Linked DNA regions of Callithrix jacchus: region 1 is linked to region 2. Evidence: chromatin contacts called from public Hi-C data. All regions are on one chromosome and are shown on one strand. The core of a region is the stretch at or near the end of the contact, and the rest is flanking DNA. Distances in the headings are between cores, read along the strand shown. Region 1 holds the start of MEI1 (meiotic double-stranded break formation protein 1). Region 2 holds the start of CENPM (centromere protein M).

What was found. Hi-C and Micro-C count contacts between places; a contact is called where the count stands out from the background.
Region 1: a contact with region 2 is called in a Hi-C map of induced pluripotent stem cells, with 3 times the contacts expected there. The contact joins the promoter of MEI1 here to the promoter of CENPM in region 2. A contact is called at or near these places in 2 of 3 Hi-C or Micro-C datasets (induced pluripotent stem cells and skeletal muscle).

The regions. Positions count from the first base shown.
Region 1 is chr1:190,062,456-190,065,155 of calJac240_pri, forward strand. MEI1 (meiotic double-stranded break formation protein 1) reads right to left here and starts at 1,348. Exons shown (of 31, transcript XM_035266067.3): 1 at 1,160-1,348. The coding sequence starts at 1,333.
Region 2 is chr1:189,821,851-189,824,550 of calJac240_pri, forward strand. CENPM (centromere protein M) reads left to right here and starts at 1,339. Exons shown (of 6, transcript XM_035266060.3): 1 at 1,339-1,471; 2 at 1,994-2,073; 3 at 2,454-2,546. The coding sequence starts at 1,415.

The sequences.
Region 1 (2,700 bases), core at 98-2,597, 240 kb after region 2:
GTAACTCCAGCACTTTGGGAAGCCAAGGCAGGTAGATCACGAGGTCAGCAGTTCGAGCCTGGCCAATATGGTGAAAGCCGGTCTCTACTAAAAACACAAAAATTAGGCCGGGCGCGGTGGCTCACGCCTGTAATCCCAGCACTTTGGGAGGCCGAGGTGAGCGGATCATGACGTCAAGAGAACCAGACCATCCTGGCCAACAAGGTGAAACCCTGTCTCTACTAAAAATACAAAAATTAGCTGGGCATGGTGGCGTGCACCTGTAATCCCAGCTACTCGGGAGGCTGAGGCGGGAGCATTGCTTGAACCTTGGAGGCGGAGGTTGCAGTGAGCCGAGATCGCGCCACTGCACTCCAGCCTGGCGCCTGGCGACACAGCGAGACTCTGTCTCAAAAAAAAAAAAAAAAAAATTAGCCGGGCATGGTGGCAGGCGCCTATAGTCCCAGCTACTTGGGAGGCTGAGGCAGGAGAATCGCTTGAACACGGGAGACGAGGTTGCAGTGAGCCGAGACTGCGCCACTGCACTCCAGCCTGGGCAACAGTCATCTCAAAAAAAAAAAAAAAAAAAAAAAAAACCACCTCATTACAAACGCAAGTAGGCACTGAAGGCCCAGGCAGCCCAGCCAACTCTGCCAGGGGAAAGGTCTTCCCTTTCACCCCACTTCCGCCCAGCTGTAACCTGTCACTCCTGTCCCCCCGATCCCAGGCAGCCTCTCCTCAGATTCACACGTGGACAGCTGAAGGGAATGAGGAACGGCCACCGCCTGTGCGCCTGGCCCGCAGGTGAGTGGGGACAGAAATGGCGGGAGCCTGAGCTAAGGCTGAATCCTGGGGAAATGGAGGCAGGGCCAGCAAATGAAGGGGCCAGAGGGCGGAAAGCGGGAAGGTGTGTCCCTGAGACTGGGTGAGGTCCCGAGGGATCCGGATTTCCGCCCTTCCCGGCGCACAGCCAGGAGGCCAACAGGCCAGCCTGGGGCCGAGGGGACCGCGAAGCCGCTGTGACCGGGTGCGGGGCGGGCTGACAGGGAGGAGCGTGCACACCGCGCGGGGGCCCGGTTTCGCGTCGGGTTCACCGGAGCGGGTCTGGCGAGGGACCGGCCGCGTTTGCTGAGGGTAATGCCCAAACCCAGGTCTTCCAAAGAAAGAGTTCCACCCGCACCGACACGCCGGGCTCGGGCAGCAGCTCCAGCGTGCAGGCCAGGCACAGGCGGGGGGGCACAGGCAGCAGCCAGCGCGAGTCGTGCCGGTAATGGGTCCTCTCGAAAAGCAGAGCCGCCTCTTCGTCCCTTCTGGGCTCGGGAGTGCCCGCCGTCGCCGCCTGCCTCACAGCCATCTCCTCGTTTGTCTCTCGCTGAGGCAGAACGTTTTCCCGCGCAGCCTGCACGCATGCGCAGTTAGAGGACACGCCTGCGTCGTTGTAGAATGCGCCTGCGCGGACCCTGGAAGCCGCAGTCTCAGGCGAGCAGCTGCACCTGAGGGTGAGTGGCGGGCGCAAGGGCTCTGAATCGTGTCTAACTAAGCCAAAAGCAGTTTGCGCTTAGAACCCTGCAGGAATGTCTTCACCACACCCAAAGTTGAAAAGTAATTTTTTTTCAGAGTCTCGCTCTGTCGCCCAGGCTGGAGTGCAGTGGCACAATCTCGGCTCACTGCCACCTCCACCTCCCAGGTTCAAGCGATTTTTCTGCCTCAGCCTCCTGAGGAGCTGGGACTAAAGGCACGCACCACCACGCCCAGCTAATTTTTGTGTTTTTAGTAGAGGCAGGTTTCACCATATGGCTCTAACTCCTGACCTAGTGATTTGCCCGCCTCGGCCCTCAAAGTGCTGGGATTACAGGCGTGACCCACCATGACCGACCTGAGAATCTCAACTAATGCCTGATGATCTGAGGTGGAACAGTTTGAGCTCCAACCTTCACCCCCACCCCCAGTCCCTAGGAAAAATGCCTTCCACGAAACCAGTCACTAGTGCCAAAAAGGCTGGGGACAGCTGCTTTAATAGTATCCTTTCAGCCAGGTGTGGTGGCTCACTCCAGTAATTCCAGCATTTTGGGAGGCTGAGGTGGGCAGATTGCTTGAGCCCAGGAGTTCAAGACCAGCCTGGGCAAGATGGCGAGACCCATCTTGGGATGTCTCATCGACCTGTACTTTTTGTAGCTGCCTTTACAAAAAAATACAAAAATAGGCCCGATGTGGTGGCTCGTGCCTTTAATCACAACACTTTGGGAGGCCGAGGCAGGTGGATCACCTGAGGTCAGTAATTCAAGACCAGCCTGGTCAACATGGCAAAACCCAATCTCTACTAAAAATACAAAAATTAGCCAGGCGTGGTGGCAGGTGCCTGTAATTCCAGCTACTCGGGAGTCTGGGGCAGGAGAATCTCTTGAACCCAGGAGGTGTAGGTTGCAGTGAGCTGAGCTCACACCACTGCATTCTAGCCTGGGCAACAGAGCAAGACTCCATCTCAAAAAAAATAAAGAGTTTGAGACCAAAAAATAAAAATAAAAGTTAAAAAAGAGAGAGAGAGAGAAAGAAGTTTGAGACCAGCCTGGGCAACATGGCAAAACCCCGCTTCTAGTAAAAATAAAAAAATTTGCCAGGCATGCTTGTAATTTTTGTGGCTCCTGCCTGTAATCCCAGCTACTCAGGAGCCTGAGGCAGGAGAATCACTTAAACTCATGAAGCAAAGGTTGCAGTGAGCCA
Region 2 (2,700 bases), core at 89-2,588:
GCCCTCTGCTGACTCTCTTTTTGGACTCAGCCCACCCACACCCAGGTGGATAAACAGTCATGTTGATTACACAAAGCCTGTTTGGGGGGGGTGTCTTCATTCAGAGCACATGTTTTAACAGTGACAAAGTCTCTAACCTCTTGTTTCTTACATTCTATATGGAGAGACAAGAAACAGGTAATTATATAGCTGTTGGGAGAACCAATTCACTATGGGCCCTGAGTGCCCCTGCACATTCTTGCTGGGTATGCCAAGAAAGCAAGACCCTGTACTCAGGCTGGGTTTGCAGCAAGGAACCTTGAAAGACAAGGCAAAGTCTCCGACTAGACAAAGAACAGCATGTTTACCACTCACTATTAAAGCAGTCAACTGGCAGGGCCTGCTGGTGTGCACCGGGAGTCCCAGCTACTCAGGAGGCTGAGGCAGGAATTACTTGAGCCCAGGAGTTCGAAGCTGTAGTGAGCTATGATAGTGTCACTATACTCCAGCCTGGGCAACACAGTGACACTCCTAAAAAAGAAAAAAAGAGGCCGGGCGCGGTGGCTCAAGACTGTAATCCCAGCACTTTGGGAGGCTGAGGCGGGCCTCTTGATCACGAGGTCAAGAGATCGAGACCATCCTGGTCAACATGGTGAAACCCCGTCTCTACTAAAAATACAAAAAATTAGCTGGGCATGGTGGCTTGTGCCTGTAATCCCAGCTACTCAGGAGGCTGAGGCAGGAGAATTGCCTGAACTCAGGAGGTGGAGGTTGCGGTGAGCCGAGATTGCGCCATTGCATTCCAGCCTGGGTAACGAAAGCTAAACTCCGTCTCAAAAAAAAAAAAAAAAAAAAGGCCAGGCACGGTGGCTCACGCCTGTACTCCCAGCACTTTGGGAGGCCGAGGCGGGCAGATTACTTGAGGCCAGGAGTTTGAGACCAGCTTGGACAACTTAGAGAAACCCCGTCTCTATGAAAAATACAAAAATTAGCCAGGCGTGGTGGCGCGCGCCTGTAATCCCAGCTCCTCGGGAGGCTGAGACAGAAGAATAGCTTGAACCCGGGAGGCAAAGGCTGCAGTGAGCCCAGATGGCGCCATTGCACAGCAGCCTGGGGAACAGAGGGAGACTCCTTCTCAAAAAAAAAGTACTGTGAGCATGAACGAACGAAAGTGAACAAAGAAATCACTAAAAACCTGCTTACTGTGGAGCGTGGAACAAAAGACCTGTCCACCAGGTGTTCCACGGGTGACGCTGGAACGCTACTCAGAAAAGGAGACAGCTGTTCGGTTCCTTTAAGAGGAGGCCCCGCCCACCCCGCGAATCCCCGCCGGTAAGGAGGCACGTGCCCCCAGGCCGCGCTCTAGGGGCGGGACTCAGAGCGGTTTGAAAGGTCGGCGCGCACTGCAAGAGCGGCGGTCGGCCTTGCTGCTGAGATGTCGGTGTTGAGGCCACTGGATAAGCTGCCCAGCCTGAACACGGCCACCATTTTGGTAAGTGCCGGCGGCCCCGCTTCCCCTGCTGGCCCTTCCTCCTTGGCGGAGCTTCAGCCCGCACCTCGACTGAGCTCCCTGAAGCGCCAAGCCAGCGCGAGCCACTGTGGTGGGGGCGGGGAATAGGCGGAGAGCCATGATCTGAACCAATGGGAGTAGCCACTCTCTGAGGTTGAGAGACGCATCCACCAATAGGTGCGCAGCGGACCCTTTTCCAGCCTCTGATTGGCGGGTTTCCACGCCTGGAGTTGCTCGTTCCGCATCTAGGTGCCTGGACTCCTGGTGAGGCCAGCGGTCGGAGGGAGAGCTAGGGGGAGTAAAGTGTGGTGCCCACAGGCCTGCAGCGGGTCCATACCTCAGCCACCAGCCCGTGCCGCCTCGCGGGGTCCGCTTCTCGGGAAATGCCCTCCGAGCCGCCTGCGCGCGGCTGCCCGATCCCCCCGGGAGTGGGTAGAAAGGCCAGGCCCTCCCCAGGGGATACTGTGTCCAGGGCTCTACCTGTCGCTCTGTCTCCCTGCGCAGCTGGTGGGCATAGAGGATGCTCTTCTGCAGCAGCTGGCTGACTCGATGCTCAAGGAGGACTGCGCCTCCGAGCTGAAGGTGTAAGTAGGCTGTGGCCTGATCCCACGTGTCTCACCCTAGAGGGATTCAGTCCTGGCTTCTAAACCCCGAGGCCCAGCGACCTCTCCTCTGACCCTGGGCCTTCTCCCAGCATGCAGCATAGCTGGCAAGTTCCAACCTCCCCTTGCCGAGGTGGTGACTAAACAGATCCCCTTTCTGGCAGAGGACATCAGACAGGAGTGATCTGAATAGGACCGGCCCGGTCCTGCCTCTGTGCTGGCCCAAGGAGTCATGGCCACAAGAACCTTGGGTGGCTAGGGTGAGGTCGGGAGCCCTTGACAGACCCTACCCCGGCAGCATTTAAACAGTCGCTGTGAGGTGGGTATGGATATTTTGAGTCCTGCAATTTCCTGTTTTACAGCCACTTGGCAAAGTCCCTCCCTTTGCCCTCCAGTGTGAATCGGCCCCGAATTGACCTGATCGTGTTTGTGATTAATCTTCACAGCAAATACAGGTGAGAGCCGGAGGAAGGGGCAGTCAGGACTCAGGCCTGGCTCTGGAGTGTGCTGGGACAGTGACCTAACTTATGATGGGAAGTGGGGAGGATGAGAGAGGTCAGGAGTTCAAGGCCAGCCTGGCCAATATGGTGAAACCTTGTCCCTGTTAAA